Linked DNA regions of Mus musculus: regions 2, 3, 4, 5 and 6 are each linked to region 1. A link is a contact called in public ChIA-PET and promoter capture Hi-C data. All regions are on one chromosome and are shown on one strand. The core of a region is the stretch at or near the end of the contact, and the rest is flanking DNA. Distances in the headings are between cores, read along the strand shown.

What was found. Promoter capture Hi-C pulls out the DNA fragments that hold promoters and counts their contacts. ChIA-PET counts read pairs in DNA pulled down with a chosen protein or histone mark.
Region 2: a promoter capture Hi-C map of hippocampal neurons shows a contact between it and region 1, with 3 times the contacts expected there. The contact joins the promoter of Coro2a here to the promoter of Alg2 in region 1. A contact is called at or near these places in 5 of 39 promoter capture datasets (hippocampal neurons, liver, pre-B cells and 1 more) and 1 of 9 other capture datasets (adipose tissue).
Region 3: a promoter capture Hi-C map of liver shows a contact between it and region 1, with 2.5 times the contacts expected there. The contact joins the enhancer-like site here to the promoter of Alg2 in region 1. A contact is called at or near these places in 14 of 39 promoter capture datasets (the 3T3-L1 cell line, 3T3-L1-derived adipocytes, the C10 cell line and 9 more) and 13 of 115 datasets of contacts at active chromatin or transcription factors (the 230-238 cell line, bone marrow-derived macrophages, embryonic forebrain and 8 more).
Region 4: a promoter capture Hi-C map of trophoblast stem cells shows a contact between it and region 1, with 7 times the contacts expected there. The contact joins the enhancer-like site here to the promoter of Alg2 in region 1. A contact is called at or near these places in 15 of 39 promoter capture datasets (the 3T3-L1 cell line, 3T3-L1-derived adipocytes, the C10 cell line and 11 more), 14 of 115 datasets of contacts at active chromatin or transcription factors (the 230-238 cell line, bone marrow-derived macrophages, craniofacial prominence and 11 more) and 2 of 9 other capture datasets (adipose tissue and macrophages).
Region 5: an RNA polymerase II ChIA-PET map of memory CD8 T cells shows a contact between it and region 1, with 23 read pairs. The contact joins the enhancer-like site here to the promoter of Alg2 in region 1. A contact is called at or near these places in 13 of 39 promoter capture datasets (3T3-L1-derived adipocytes, the C10 cell line, the HPC-7 cell line and 10 more), 21 of 115 datasets of contacts at active chromatin or transcription factors (the 230-238 cell line, T-cell acute lymphoblastic leukemia, astrocytes and 14 more) and 2 of 9 other capture datasets (adipose tissue and liver).
Region 6: an RNA polymerase II ChIA-PET map of memory CD8 T cells shows a contact between it and region 1, with 5 read pairs. The contact joins the enhancer-like site here to the promoter of Alg2 in region 1. A contact is called at or near these places in 8 of 39 promoter capture datasets (3T3-L1-derived adipocytes, the SN4741 cell line, cranial neural crest and 5 more), 5 of 115 datasets of contacts at active chromatin or transcription factors (bone marrow-derived macrophages, embryonic midbrain, embryonic stem cells and 2 more) and 1 of 9 other capture datasets (liver).

What each region holds. Positions count from the first base shown.
Region 1 is chr4:47,473,088-47,475,658 of GRCm38.p6, forward strand. Alg2 (asparagine-linked glycosylation 2 (alpha-1,3-mannosyltransferase)) reads right to left here and starts at 1,280. Exons shown (of 2, transcript NM_019998.3): 1 at 852-1,280. The coding sequence starts at 1,199. It overlaps Sec61b (Sec61 beta subunit), which reads left to right and starts at 1,574. Exons shown (of 4, transcript NM_024171.2): 1 at 1,574-1,666; 2 at 1,825-1,922. The coding sequence starts at 1,664.
Region 2 is chr4:46,600,657-46,603,227 of GRCm38.p6, forward strand. Coro2a (coronin, actin binding protein 2A) reads right to left here and starts at 1,273. Exons shown (of 12, transcript NM_001164804.1): 1 at 1,161-1,273.
Region 3 is chr4:48,313,695-48,316,265 of GRCm38.p6, forward strand. All of the region lies in intron 3 of Invs (inversin), which reads left to right. Among named protein-coding and RNA genes, the nearest start is that of Invs, 35 kb to the left of the region's middle. Within about 2 kb of position 1,282, at least 7 of the 459 cell types and tissues checked have an H3K27ac peak or open chromatin away from gene starts, as enhancers often do. A contact at or near this core is called in liver, where this site is marked.
Region 4 is chr4:48,184,148-48,186,718 of GRCm38.p6, forward strand. Stx17 (syntaxin 17) reads left to right here. Exons shown (of 8, transcript NM_026343.2): 8 at 1-2,360. Among named protein-coding and RNA genes, the nearest start is that of Mir1958, 28 kb to the right of the region's middle. Within about 2 kb of position 1,279, at least 12 of the 459 cell types and tissues checked have an H3K27ac peak or open chromatin away from gene starts, as enhancers often do. A contact at or near this core is called in trophoblast stem cells, where this site is marked.
Region 5 is chr4:48,075,516-48,078,086 of GRCm38.p6, forward strand. All of the region lies in intron 7 of Nr4a3 (nuclear receptor subfamily 4, group A, member 3), which reads left to right. Among named protein-coding and RNA genes, the nearest start is that of Nr4a3, 31 kb to the left of the region's middle. Within about 2 kb of position 1,281, at least 36 of the 459 cell types and tissues checked have an H3K27ac peak or open chromatin away from gene starts, as enhancers often do. A contact at or near this core is called in effector CD8 T cells, memory CD8 T cells and neural stem cells, where this site is marked.
Region 6 is chr4:48,011,154-48,013,724 of GRCm38.p6, forward strand. No RefSeq gene overlaps it. Among named protein-coding and RNA genes, the nearest start is that of Nr4a3, 33 kb to the right of the region's middle. Within about 2 kb of position 1,303, at least 23 of the 459 cell types and tissues checked have an H3K27ac peak or open chromatin away from gene starts, as enhancers often do. A contact at or near this core is called in memory CD8 T cells, where this site is marked.

The DNA.
Region 1 (2,571 bases), core at 30-2,529:
CAGACACATATACTACCAGGGCCACACATCACTTCTGGAAGGATGCAGAAGACACTGTTGACAATGGCTCGCCCTCTCAAGGATGGGGACAGGGAATTTTTACATTATACTTCCTATTTGAACTTTTACTCCTGAGTAAATGTTACTTCTTAATTAAAAAAAAAAAAACACTGAGGACTGAGGGTTGGCTCCAGGAATGTTGGGTATGGCAGTGCACACCTGTCCAAAAGTCTAGCTCAATCTTTCAGTTCCAGGTTCAGTGAGAGAGCCTGACTCCAATGTTCAGGTGAATATTAGCTGACCTCTGGTTTTGATATGCAAGCTCAGACACTTGTATAGACAAAATAACTGGATTTTTCTCCAAAGACCAATGGGGACCCTAATGGGGAAACGATATGTTTAGCTTGACTTTAATCCGTGGCACTGCTAAGTACTGGAATGGCAGTATTAGAAAGACTGGAAGGGTGGGATGGATGGGACCTGAAAGCAGAGACAAAGGAATAACGGAGAAGAAAGAAGAGTAAATTGAGTCACATACAAGGTGTGGCCGGAAGTCGTCTTTTAATGCCAGCAACCACCTGGATCCAATCATTTTAGTCCCAAGGCTAAACATTTAAAATGCAGACACATAAGCCCTACCTCAAGGATCTTCAACGAAAGGAAGGGGGCGGGGGAGAGATGTCCCTGAGATCTGCCATTTTAAAGGGTCTATCCATACTAAAATTGGTGGCCGTTCTCTCCCTGGGGACTCCTGCTGGACAGTTCCTAAAAACCTAGAACAGCGGTCCCTCCCCCCCTCTCGGCGCCGCCCCCCCCCCCCCCCCCCAGCCAAGAATTGGTGGCGGCCTCACCTGGTCGCACACCACCACGTCGAACTCCTCGCCGGAGAGAAACAGCACGTAGAGCGCCAGAAAGACCATGCGCACGTAGGAGCAGATGGCGGCGCCGCGGCCGCCCCAGCCCAGGCTGCGAGGCAGCCAGTCCCCTGCGCATTGCACCGAGAGCTCGCGGGTCTCGATGAAGCAGTGGTTCGGGTCGTAGTGCGCGGTCCATATCTTCACATCACAGCCGTACTCCTGCAGCGCCAGCGCCGCGTCCAGCACTAGGCGCTCGGCTCCGCCTATACCCATGTCTGGGTGCAGAAACAGCACAGATGGGCTGTAAACCCGGGAACGGGCTCGGTACAGGTTTTCGGCCATGGTAGATGAGCCGCGCTTGCGCTCTCCGCGCGAGCTTCTGCAAGCTCCTGCAAGCTCCGCCCCTGGCCCCCTCTGGCTACTGAAAGCCGAGCCAGCGCAACTACGCCTGCGTTAGTTTAGGCCACATCAGCGATAAGCTTGTGGGCGCTAAGAAAATGCCTGACTCAATTTCTCATGTGGACCTGTCCAAAGCTTGCAATTTGGTGATGTTTGACCATATTAAGCACGCTAAATAAATTACATAAAAGAAGCGAAAGGGCTGTACTTTCACACGGCCCAGTTGTTGTCGGCGTAATCTTTACAGGCATATCTCAGGACAGCCCAGTCATCCAAGAGTCTGCGAAGGCCCTGCCAGCCGGCCGGGGGGCGGTGCCAGAGCCTGTATCTACGAGAGTTCTGAGTGCTCGGCAACTTCACGACTTCCCTCTTCCTGCCTCCTGTGCCCACCGTTCTTAGGCATCAGCATGGTGCGCGGTCCCCGCTTCCATGGGGTGCACTAGCCCCTATCTTGGTCTTCCTTTCTGGGACCTCATTGCTCTTCCCAGCTTCTCGGGTGGGTGTGGGGTCGGGGGTGTGAAGAGGATTTGACCCGCGATGTTCACTGTTTGTCTGCTTCCCTCTGCAGCCGGGTCCAACGCCCAGTGGCACCAACGTGGGCTCCTCTGGCCGCTCTCCCAGCAAAGCGGTGGCCGCACGGGCTGCGGGATCCACTGTTCGGCAGAGGTAAGTGGCTGGGGGCTTGCGGGGGACGCCCGGTTATGGCTGGAGGAGGCTAGGTACCCAGGGTTGCATTGCATTGCTGGAAGGAGGAGTTCCAGGATGGAAAGATTAATAGGGGCCGAGTGAGCCCGAGCTGACGTGGCCATCTAGTTAGTTAAAGGCCCTTTAGGAGGGAGGCATGGTTTTCCTCTCCTTGATCAGCTGCACGCACCACTTTAGTTAAAGGTAAATTAGACTAGGATCAGGAATAACTTTAGGAAAAGCGTTGGCATAAAGCTGGTGTGTCTGAGGCTTTACCTTTCAGTCTTCCATATGGAGGTCCCATACACACTCAGTTTAACAAAATGTGTCTTACACAGTCTGTCACCCTGGTTCCCCATCCCAGCTGTGTGTGTGTCTTTCTTTTTAAGTCTATTTTGTGTATGTGTGTGTATTGCACGCACCTGTGTGTGTGTGTGTGTGTGTGTATGTATGTGTGTGTGTGCGCGCGCGCATCTCTTTCTTGCCTGGTGTCCTTGGAGGTCACCTGAAACTGCAGTTATGAATGATTGTGAGCTACCATATGAGTACTGGGGACCGATTTGGGGTTCTCTGCAGGAGCAACAGGTATTCTTAACCTCTCAGCCACTTTTCCAGCTTCAGGGTCTCCTTA
Region 2 (2,571 bases), core at 23-2,522, 870 kb before region 1:
AGACAGGCGATCAGGAGGTGCTGAGCCTGTTCCTTAGTGGGGACAGATGTCAGGAAATGAGGCAGAAGTGTCCAGAGATGGGCTTAAGCCTTTCTCTCCCTCCACATCCCTCAAGAGATGTCTGGAGGCGAGGGACGTGTAAGGACACATTCCTGTGCTGAGGCACAGGTGGTTATGAACAAGTCCCTGGAGCATTCGCAGAAGAGCAGGCTCTGAGACAGAAGGGCCACATGCTAGCTAAGGGACACTATCAGGATTGCAGCCACAGTGGGACCAGATTCCCCAGTTTCGCTAGTGAGAGTCCCCATCTCGAGAAGAATGCAACATAAGACCTTCATCAAAAGGCATCTTATAGAACTTCCCAGCCCTACACCAGAGGTCTTTAAAGATCCTGGAGTCACTGCACCCCTAGATACATGCTCAGTCCCCCAACCCCCGGAGACACTGTTTTCCTGGCAAGTGGACTGAGGACCGAGTGTGGTAGTACCAACCCTGTCCCACCAGGCTGGTACGCAGAACTGGGCTCCGGCAGCTGGCCAGGGCGCGGACCAGGACGTCCTTCTCCATTGCCCGAATGCAGGTGGGTGTTTGCTCGGCTCGGGTCCAGGCAGGTCTGAGGCTGAGATCTGGCCATTGCCAGCGCGGGGCTCCTCCTCCAGCTCCAGGCGATGAGCCTGGTCTGGGTAGCAGACTGCTCGCCCCACCCGCGCGCCCAGGTCGCCTCGGCAGGGACTCAGGGATGCTTCCTCCTCCACCGTTTCCCGGGACTGGAAGCTGAGGCCCCCGCGGGTAACCCAGCCAGGACAGGAACAATCACGACTCGGGTCCACGGGGCACCTGGGCCACACCGGGGCCTGTCGAGACTGGCTGCCGCGCCCAGGGCGGGCCGCTCACCGCCGCAAGAGGCGCGGGCGGTAAGGACTGGCCCCTAACCTCTGGAGCGCGAACCTGGGGGTCGCTGCTCCTAGTCACCCACTGAGGGAGCGGCCGCACCAGTATCCCGATGGGGAAACTGAGGACTGGAGCGGGGCAGAGCTTTGTGTGAGATCGTGCGGGGGTCTGGAGGATAGGTCTCCGCGACGCCGGGGACAGCATCCCTCCCGCCACAGAGCCGCAGCCCGGGCGCAGCGAGCGTCCCGCCCGGCCCGGTCCCACCCTACCTTGTTGGCTGCCGCGCAGGTGGCGGCGGCGGCGGCTCCGGCTCCCGCTCCGCGCTTCGCGCCGCCCGCCGAGTCCCCGCGCCCAGTGCCGCCGCCTCCCCGCGCAGCCCGGCGGGCGGGACCGGGCCGGGCGGGGTCGGGGCGGGGCGGGACGGAGAGGCCCCGCCTGTGCGCCGCCCGTCGCCCGCAGCTCGGTTCCCGTCCCGCGTGCACACACTCTCGCCTCCGACACGCTCTCGCCGCAGGCTTTGGGTGGGACTCGGGTCCCGAACCTCAGTTTCCCCTTGCTGAGATGGAGACTGTCATCGCGCCTGCCTCCCAGATGGCTCGAAGCTGGATCCCGCAGCGAGCGCCGGGACCGCAGCTCTGCAGGCGGCGGGAGAACTGGAGAGCGGAGGGCGGCTGCGCATCCGGGAGATCCTTCCCACTGCTGCCATTAGGGGGCGCTGCGTCCAAGCCGCTCCCTCTTTCAGCCGGGTGCTCACTGAATATGGAAGATAGGACGTCATATCTTTCATAATAACCACGCCACACCACCTGTCTTGGAAAGTGTTCTTCGTGTCTTGTAGTGATGTGTTTGGTGGGGGGCGGGGGGGAGGAGGGAGACTAGCACTGTACCTGGCACAAAGTAGGTATTGTATATATTGTTAACTAAGAACACAATTTATTACATTTGATCTACCAACGCCTTCAATGTAGTCATAATACTCCCATTTCATAGACAAGAAGTTGAGACTTTAGCTGAGTTCTTGGTAGGCTCTATAACAAATTTAATGTGTGTGTGTGTATGATTTGTGATGGTGGGATTGAACATTAGGACCGTGCATATGCTTGCCAGGCAAGTATTCTACCTTTGAGCTACACTGTGAGACCTCTCCTCTTTTTCTGAAACAAGAGTTCACTAAATTGCTTAGGTTGGCTTTGAACTAGCCATCTTCCTCCCTCAGCCTCTAGGAGCTGGGATTGTAGGACTACACCACCACACTCAGCTCTGGTGAGTCCTTGATCACTTTAGAACAGCAGTCGCTAAAGCCTTCCTCTAGTTCCTGCTGAACCACAGGGCCCTGGGCCGGTTTTCTTCCTAGAGCTGTGGGTTTCCCACGTCTGAATTCCCCCTGCATCCCGCTTGGAGCTGCACTGGCAGAAGCACACAGCGCACAACCGCAGCAGTTGGACCTTTGCCCTCAAGGGTCCATGGTAATCTAAAACATTTTTGTCACTTTTTAACGAGTGTGTGTGTGTGTGTGTGTGTGTGTGTGTGTGTGTGCAAACTTTCAGAAGTTAGTTCTTTCCTTTCATCTTATTTCTGCAATGCTACATATTCCTGGCTGACTGTCCCTGAGCTATCGGGCAATATATCAGATGCCTCCCATCTCCAAGTAGGAGGGCTGCATTCAGCTTTTTACATGGT
Region 3 (2,571 bases), core at 32-2,531, 840 kb after region 1:
TGAGGTTTGGTCTTCTCATTGTGTCCTGGATTTCCTGGAAGATTCTGGTTAGGAGCTTTTTGCCTTTTGCATTTTCTTTGGCTGTTGTGTCAATGTTTTCTATGGTATCTTCTGCACCTGAGAGTCTCTCTTCTATCTCTTGTATTGTTGGTGATGCTTGCATCTGTGACTCCTGATCTCTTTCCTAGCTTTTCTAACTTCAGAGTTGTGTCCCTTTGTGACTTCTCTCTTTCTTTCTTTCTTTCTTTCTTTCTTTCTTTCTTTCTTTCTTTCTTTCTTTCTTTCTTTCTTTCTTTCTTCTTTCTTTCTTTCTTTCCTTCTTTCTTCTTTCTTTCTTTCTTTCTTTCTTTCTTTTTTTGGTTTTTTTTTATTTTTGGTTTTTTTTTCGAGACAGGGTTTCTCTGTATAGCCCTGGTTGTCCTGGAACTCACTCTGTAGACCAGGCTGGCCTCGAACTCAGAAATCCACCTGCCTCTGCCTCCCAAATGCTGGGATTAAAGGCGTGCGCCACCACCACCCAGTTTGTTATTTCTTGTTTCAATTTCCATTTTTAGATCTTGGATAGTTTTGTTAATTTCCTTCATGTGTTTTCTTGTAATTCTTTAAGGGATTTTTGTGTTTCCTCTGTAAGGGCTTCTAGCTGCTTGCCTATGTTCTCCTGTATTTCTTTAAGGGAGTTATTTATGTGCTTCTTAAAGTCCTCTATCATCATCATCAGAAGTAATTTTAGATCTGAATCTTGCTTTTCCAGTGTGATGGTTTATCCAGGACTTGCTATGGTGGGAGAATTGGGTTCTGATGATGCCAAGTAACCTTGATTTCTGTTGCTTATGTTTTTACACTTACCTCCTGCCATCTGGTTATCTCTAATGCTACCTGCCTTGGCTGTGTCTGACTGGAGCCTGTCTTTCCTGTGGTCCTGGTTGTGTCAGAATGCCTCTGAGTCAAGCTGTCTCTGTGATCCTGTGATTCTGTGATCCTGTGATCCTGAGATCCTGGGTGTGTCAGAGCTCCTGGGAGTAAAGATGCCTCTGGGACCCTGAGATTCTGGTGTGACCAAGTCCCAGGGATGCTGGGATCCTGGGATCCGGGGATACTGGGCATGTTAGAGAGCTTGGAGTAGAGCTTACTCTGGGTGTTGTGGGACTGGCTGCAGAGATTGGGCCCAAAGTCTGCTCAGGACTCCGGCCCAGACCAGAAGGAACCTGAGCCCTGGTCAGGAGGGGTTCCTGCGTCCCTGGTTCCTGCTAGTCCCAGTTACTCACTGTGGTGTTGGGACAGATGTCGTGTCCTCACCTTTGATCCTATGATCCTGGGCATGTTAGAGCACCTGGGAGTGGAACTTACTCTGGGTGTTGATGGCATATTGCAACATAGGTACAAACATCAGATTACCACAGAGAGATTACTAGTTGTTTACAGACACATGGCTCTTTGGATCTTTTCTAGTTTGACATTGGATAAGGCTCCATGAAAATGTGTCAGTCTGTCTTCTTAAGATTTGTGTCCTGTACTATGTGTGTATTATTTCATGTAAAATATTATTTATCAATGTTAAAATGTCTAGAACTTTGTAATCATTATCTGTAGATAATTGTTACCTGTTTCTGTCTCTGTGTCTTTGTCTCTCTCTCTCTCTCTCTCTCTCTCTCTCTCTCTCTCTCTCTCTCTCTCTCTCTCTCTCTCTCTCTCTCTCCAGTGCTGAAGGTTGGGCTTGGAACTTCATGCATATTAGGCAATTGCTTCATCCCCAGTTCTCTTAAAAAAAAATTAATTCACTGTCTCATTGCCTTTGCATATGTGTGGGCTCTACCTTATTCATTTTTATGTTAATGGAGATTATAAGCATATGGGTATAATAGGAAATAAAGTGAAAGACATTCACGTGCCTAACACTTAGAAGAAGTAAAACTATTATTTTATATTTTATATAAGTTCTTTTAAATGAAGCTAAATAGATGTCCTTAAAATCAACTTACTATCCAAAATCCTGTCCCCCTATTTCTCTTTCTCCTAAGTTAGACTGAGTTTGGTGGTTTCAATTTCATGAATATTGTTCCAACATACACTCACACATATAAAGAACATTATGTTATGTGCTTAAAATTTTTAAATAAATGGCATGATATGATGTATATTATTCCCCAGCTTTATAAAGTTGAGTATTATGTTTTGAGATTTACTTGTATTGAAACATGTAGACATGGTTCACTAAAGATTATATCAAAATACCCAAAGGCACATGAACAAGCATATCACCATTAGTAATTAGGAAAATGCAAATTGCCAGGCAGTGGTGGCTCACACCTTTAATCCCAGCACTTGGGAGGCAGAGGCAGGAAATTTCTGAGTTCGAGGCCAGACTGGTCTACAGAGTGAGTGCAGCCAGGACAGCCAGGGCTATACAGTGAAACCCTGTCTCAAAAAACAAAACAACAAAAAAAAGGAAAATGCAAATTAATGCCATGATAAGATACCACTACTCAGTCATCTGAATGTCTAAAATGAAAATGCAAGGCAATTGCTGCACAGAGGCTGGTGGTGGCGATGTGGACCAACTAAAGTGCTCAA
Region 4 (2,571 bases), core at 29-2,528, 710 kb after region 1:
TGTAGAGACTTCATATTAGTATAGGCAGTCCCCCTAAAGACTTTTTGATGTTATAATCTGATAATTCCTCTGAAATTTTGATGTAGCCCACAGTAAAAAACGTATTAGGATTGAACGTGTATCCATGAAAAATGTTTACCATTGTGTGCAGTACATTCTGATGTTCTGTTTCTTCAACATGCTAACTTCAACCCACAAAACCAGTCTCAGTCTACAAATGGATTACCACCCTCAGTTTTCAGAAAACACCCTTCCCTAAGGAAGAACTGGTGTTTCCCAAGCAGTTTGCCAGTTATTTATGGAAAGGGTAACCGGGCCTCAGAGGAATTAAGTAATTTGCAGTCTTTCCATTCATTCCAAGGGCAGGAAGCCTGGATGGAATGGGTTCTGCTGAGCCACACTCTGCCATGCTGTGCTGCCTCCCTGAAGCTCAGAGACTTGTAAGGCCAGCAGGGGACAACCCATGCTGTCCGTTTACTTCTTTGTCTTCTGGCCTCATCGGGTGTCCACAGCCTGTTCTTAATTGTGGCCATGCATAGAACACAGAGCTTAAGTATAAAATGAACACTGCTATCCCACCCTATCCTCTACACATTGGTTCATATCATAGGCTATGATCACTGTTCAAAATGTTTTATATAATTAAAAGTAAACACTACTTTTAAACAAATCTCTCATAGCATTTAGAATCAATTAATCATTATGCTTTAAATGATGCCCCCGGGAAGCCAGGCACAAACGGTGGGGGGCAGGCAATAGCCTATTTCTGAACATCTGCTTTTGGATTGCCATCAAAAACAAAATTGCATGTTAAATAAGAAAAGCCACATCCAGTGTGTCGGCCTCAGACTGGTTTCCCATACCTTGTGACCCAATTCTCTCCCCATCTCAATTCTGTGTCTTCTGTTGGCTTACTCCTACCTCACACACAGGAGCCTAGAATGAAGCATACTGAAGCTGCCTAGAACTCGCCAGACCTCTGGAGCACGGACTGGGGTTTACCCGAAACTCCTACCTAGCCACAGCTGTCCTGCCTGTCCACCTTCCGTGTTCATGTCTTCTGCAGAGTGAGGACTGGAAGCTGGTAACACCTACTGATAACAAGAAGTTTGGAAACACAACTACAAATCTCTAGCACACAGTATTTCCTTCCAGTAAAAGTCCAGAAGCCAAACCTTTTGAGTTGTTAGAAAACAAAGGCATTTCTCAAGAATGCCTCAGAAGCCCTTCACTGATCACATGGCCTCTGGAGAGAGGAGTGAAAGCCTGGAGCAAGACCCTCCTGGGCAAGCCACACCTTACCATCCTAGAGAAGAATGCTACTGTTGCTCCCAGGTGTTTACACATGTCTGGTGACATCCCCAAAGTTGCCTGAGGCCTAGCAAGTGCTTCCCCTCTGGCTTCAGATTCTTTTTGTATGTGGAGTTGTGTTGTTTCTGTTTTCTGAAATCAGGTTTTACTGGAAGCCCAGGCTCGTTTTGAACTTGCAATCCTCCTGCTGGGATTACGCACATCCAACTCTGTTTTGTAACTGCTATTAACACGTATTCCTAATGAGTGGTTCTGTTTGTATTCACCAGTTGGCACCATTTCACATAAGAACTTGAGTGTTAATAATAATAAAAGAACTATGTATCTACATTGCTACCTTCAAAGATACTAACTTGTGACAAAAAATATTTGTGCAATATTAACCCAACAAATATATTGGAATAAAAACAAAAAAGTGTCAAAGGCAAATAATTTGCCCAAGATCACAAAGCTACTTTGTATCTAAGATCTAAGAGAATGATTTGGGGTGTGTGTGGGGGGGGGATCCTCCATGCGTGTCTATTAAGGTTTGGTTAGGCCATGTCAAGTTGCCTGATGAAGCTTGCACTCTCTCAGCTCAACTTCAATGGTCTAAATCAGGCAAAATGGAAAGAAATGTAAGAATATAAATTCATCTAAAAAGAAGCAATTAGATGCAGTTTCTTAGCTTTCCAAGCAGTGCCAGTGCCTTGGCAGCCAAAGCACGAGGATCCCTGCAACAGCAAGGGAAGGCCTATGGGCTCCTGTGAGCACTCTTGTTTGAGCAGGACACACAATAGTTTGCTTTTTGCATACACATCTCAAACATTTGAGATATTCCTCTTAGTGTTAATTACTGAATTGTGTTACTGAGTTTCATCAGCTAAACCCCTAAAAGGAGTTTTCCACATTATTGAACCCTAGCTGTGGCAAGGTAAGGACAAGGAAAGGTTAAACGGTGGGGACTTGTGCAAAACTCAATCCTTTCTGCATTTGTTTGCTGTTATGTTGCTGAGTGATGCTTGAATAAGGAAATATGCAATAAAATTCACCCATTTGACAAACATAAACTGAATTCCTGTTGTATATTGAGTGCTAGTGTCATATATAGAAACAGACCTGTAGAATGTATCATAAGCTGTGGAGTTACCCAAAGCCAGTAAGACGCCACAAAGCATGGTAAGTACCAGGAAGAGGGTGGAAAAGTATCAGAGACCTCGATGAAGGAATAACTAGAAATGAATAAGGAGGCTTTGCAGAGCCTGGTGTTTGAGCACTAGG
Region 5 (2,571 bases), core at 31-2,530, 600 kb after region 1:
TCTGAAGGGATAGGTTCAGTGAAGAGGAAGTCTGGGTAAACGGTACGTTATGGGGAATTAAGAACACTCAATGTGCTGGTCATGAATAACTTCCTAACGCAGTAGCATTTCGATGAAAAGGTCACTCTAAACCAGGGAAACCAGAGATCCAGGGCATGACCATAAAACAGCCCAGCACAGTTGTGGGGAAATCATGGACAGTCAAAGTGCTTTCTTCATGGATTTAATCATATACATGACCAGAGCGGAAAGAGGAGAGCATTTCAAGGAGTCCAAGCAATGATTCTGAACGACTTCCTGTTCTGAAGCAAACGTGAGAGCAGAGGCAGGAATCTACTCTGGAAGATAGTGTTGCCACCTCCCGGGGCACCAGCTTGCACACAGTCTCTGGGCTCTGGGAAAATGTAAAGGCTTTTCAGTGAAACAACTGACTCATTGGGATATTTGCCTTGTTACTATGAACTATAACCTTGGGGTATAAGCATGAATTTCCTATCCAGTGATCGATAGGGGAATATGTTCTAAAGGGTCCTTTGGAGCCAATAGCAGAAGAAATTTTGATGCCCAAGTGGAGTTTTGTTTTTTGTTTTTTTTTTAATTTCCCAAGGTGTTGTTTTATAGATTCAAGGTAGAACAATGAGTTCTTTCTCTTCTATCTATTTTTCCTGGTCTTCTTGGAACATGACCTCTAAGATGGAAGAAAGGCAGATCTAGGGGCAGTGTGAGATCAGCACTTGGCTGATCCCTCACCCTGTCGCTCCAGAGCATGTCTGCTTGCTTTAAATATCTGGCCATTCTGATTTTTCCATCAAATAGAGCTATCAGCCATGTGGCAAGGGCAAGTATGGATGTGGAGATTAAAGGTCTGAGTTCAGGTCTTCACATGGCCACACTTGGGATATACTTTGGGGGCCCAAACAAAAGTCTAAATCCTGCTGTCTGGTGCATGACCCGTATTCACCGAACACGTGTGTTGTAAATATCAAATATCAGCAAGTCTCTCAAATTAGGAAAATCTAAATAATTTTTAGCCCACCATTGTTATTAGAAAATAGCCTGACTCCCTGAGAGATGCCTAATTTCACTTAGATTAATTCAGTCGGTGTCTGTGGCGCTCTGCCACATGCCAGGCGCAGAGTCCCTTCCCTTTAAGGAGTCCATAGTCTTAGAAAGACAGACAGAAAAGACAGCTTTGTGCACCTCGACCTAACTTGTGGCTCCCTGACCAGTGTGGGTTCTGGGGCTGGCCAGCAGTTGGCAGAGGACACATGGTTCAATAAGTGGCAGCAGTGTGACTTCCTAGAGACAGAGGAGGGGCTCAGAGCAGGAAGTCCTGTTACATGTTTGCTGTCTCCGGAACAGCCCCATTTTTTTTTCTTCCTCCTTGGCTAGAACTGTGTCATCATCTCAAAGTTGGCCAGTGGCCCAAGACCTGCTCAAGAAAGCTGGCTTGGGGGGATGGGCTACTGTTGAATGCTATCCGTCCCTGTCTCTATGCACTGCCTTCTGCTCTGAGGAGGAGATCCTGGGGCTTCTCTTATCAACCAAGAGGCAGAAGTGTGAACTGTGAAATAGCAAACGTTAGCTCAATGTAAGAAACCAGCATCGAACATTGACGTGGGAACAAGCTTCTTTGGGAGAGGGCTCTCATAGGCAGTAAAATAAGATGCCTTGGGAAACGGGGTTTACCGAGATGAGGTGAACATAGGATAGAGATGCTGCCCAGCAGCTTTGAGGGCAAGGACTCCCTAGGGCTGAGCTTCTCCACCCGGCATACAGAGCATTGGACATAGGGTTAAGTTACATATGCTAGTTGTGTGGGCCTGGAGCAGGGCCTACGGTTGTGCGTTTCTCAGAGGTTCCTGGGCTTTGTTGACTCCTCTGGGATGCGAGCCACTCTTGAGGAACAACGGAACCTATTGTCAATTAGGACTCTTTAACATTAATGATAGCTAATATTTTTTTAGACCGTACCTGGCACTATGCCAAGAGTTTCACATATGTGGTTTTAGTGTTGCTTAATAAATCTGGAAGTACCTGGGATGGATCACAGCAAGGAAGCCAGTCAAAAGCAATTAAAACAACGCAGGCAGCAGATATTAGAGATCTTGTCCAGAGGAAATTCTCATTGAGAAAACACAGATGCAAGGAACACCACACAGAGAGTAACTAAAGATTCTGGAATAGGACCCCAGGGAAGGAATCCCCAGAGGTTATTATGAGTTTGGGAGAAGGGAGATTTCTGTACCATTAGCAGATGAACTCAGAGCCATGGCTGGCACGAAAGGTAATGAATGGAGTTTTAAAAACAGCGTATTTGCAAGTATTTATTAAGTGTCTACTATATTCCAAGTACCTGACATTATTCCAAGTACTTGCTATGTAAAGATCATTTCATTCTCAGAGCAAGACAAAAAGCAACTGGCATTTTTAGCCCTCTTTCACAAGTGTGGAAACGCCCCAAAGTCACCCAGCTCACAACTGACAGAGCTGAGAGGCACGAAGAGGGGGGCTTCTGCCTGGGAAGTCTGGGAGTTTGGAAAGTTCTTTAGTACCGGAGCTTCTTAAGGG
Region 6 (2,571 bases), core at 53-2,552, 540 kb after region 1:
CTAGTGTATGCAATGGAATCAGCATTTGGAAGCTGATTATGGGATGGATCCCCAGATATGGCAGTCTCTAGATGGTCCATCCTTTCGTCTCAGCTCCAAACTTTGTCTTTGTAACTCCTTCCATGGGTGTTTTGTTCCCAATTCTAAGAAGGGGCCAAGTGTCCACATTTTGGTCTTCGTTCTTCTTGAGTTTCATGTGTTTTGCAGATTGTATCTTGTATCTTGGGTATTGTAAGTTTCTGGGCTAATATCCACTTATCAGTGAGTACATATCATGTGAGTTCTTTTATGATTGGGTTACCTCGCTCAGGATGATGCCCTCCAGGTCTTTTCTAACTAAATCACCTCCCCAGTCCCCATGGGTACTTTATCCATAATAATAAAAATTGTAAATAGACCAAATGTCCAAAAAAAAAAGAAAATGAAAATGAAGTGTAAATGTAAGATAGAATGTTTTCCAGTATTTTTATAGTGACTAGAAGTCACAAGAAAATATTTTTGATAAATCTCAAAAATATTATTTTAAGAAAAAAATACCTCAGAGGTCCATGAAGAGGCCGTTTTTTTCTTCTAATTTATTCTTTCACAATTTCATTATAGATCTATTAGAAAGGGGGAGGGGAACTTTGATAGTATTCACCCTTGTTCTCCTCTTAGCCCTTTCCTCCTCTCACTACACCCTTCTTCCCACAACTCCCCCACCTATCTTCATGTCTTGTAAGCTTGCTTGTGGCCAGTTCCATTTAGTAAAGGTTGTCTGCACGAGGACAGGTCAGGAGTGGTTAGGGACTGGGGAGTGTGACCCCTCTCACCAGCGATCATTAACCAACAGAAGCTTTAGAGCACGTAAAGTTAATCTAGTAACTAGTAACTACTAATCTAGTAACTGGTGAACAAGCAGGCTCTCAGGGGACCAGAAAGCGGGGGAACTCACTGGAGTAACAGAAATGCCCTGTACTCTGAACTGGGTGGCCTTTTTGTGAAGAGTTATTAATGGCATGCTTTCAATTTGCGTGTTCGACTCTATGTAGATCAATAGGCAATCACTAGGTGGGGTGCTAAATGAGTGTAACATGGAGGGTTGTTCATTTCCTGTGAATCAGACACAGCTACTAGGCACATTATTTGGTTGTCGCTTTCACATAATGCTTTTTGAATCCATTCCTGCCTGTTGAACATTTTCACTACTAATTCAGTGATGAAGTTCAGGGGGTTTTCCCTGTCCTGCATATATCTAGATTTGTTCTATAAACCATGGGGAGGATTTTTCCCCTTGTGCCTTACCTCAGACACACTTTCTCTATCTGTGTGGGTGGTAGGGGTTTGTGGTTTATCATGTCACGTGCACATGTGTGTGTAGTTAGGCACGGAGGACAGAGGTTAAAGTTGAGCATCTTCCTCCATCACTCTCTGTTTTGACTGCACTGGCTGGCCACTAAGCCCTGGAGTCAGTCTGTCTCAGTCCTCCCTCTACCCACCATAGCCCCAACAAGCACTGGAATGACAGGCACCCACCGCCATGCCTAGCTTTTATGTGCATGCTGAGGTTCCAGACTCAGGTCCTTCCTCGTGCTTTATACAGCAAGCACTTTACCCACTGGACCAACTCTCCATTCCCTGATGTCCCTCTCCAAAGGGCTTTCCGAACATTTGAGTGAAGCACATGTATATGTTTATTATGCACAACAATAGGTATTAGTCTGATATTTTCCATCCTTGCATACACTGTAATTTGACCTTGCTCACTACTCTCGCTGACATTATCGCTTTTGTCCACTCTGATTGGGTCTCTTCCTCTTTTCTTTAAAAAAACCTAGCTTCTGTGTCTGAGAGAAAATAAACCATATCTGTCCAAATCTAGCCTGTTTCTTTTAACACGATAACCTCTACTTCTAGCAACTTTTCTTGCTGATAAGGTCATTTTGATGTTCATTTTGGCTGAGTATAACCCCCCCCCCGTTCATATACGCCCGTTACTCCTAATCCACCCCTCTATAGACAGATGCCTAAGCTGGCCGTGGTTAGCACATCTGCACTGTGAGTATTCCAGGTCTGTCATATGCTCACACTTCCATCAAGCTGCTTTCAGAAGAAGTAGGTTTTTCATCATATCTCGGCATTTTAGCTAAGATCTAATGTAAAAAGAAGGCATTTTAGTAGTAGGAAGCTGGTCTGAAACAAAATATCCAGGGTTGAGAGGGGCAGGAGAATAAAGAGCGGGTAAATATGACCAGAGTACAATGATACACACATAATGGTATGCATGCTTGAACGACGAAGTCCTTTATTTTGTATACTATATTGCTATAGTTAAAGCATACTTCAGAAGCCAGACCTGCCTGGCATGTTTCTTCCCATGCCTAGTTTATTTCATAACAATGTCCTCCAAGTTCATTCATGTTGCAAATGACAAAATTTCTTTAAAAAAAAGAATAGTATCCTCCTGTCGGTTTTATGATGGGTATCTAGGTTGCCTCTGTGTCTTAGGTGTTCTGGATCAGGTTGCAGTGTTTTTTTGCCTCCTCCCTCAGGCAGCCCCTGAGCCACCCAGTTGGCTGAAATCACTTTCAA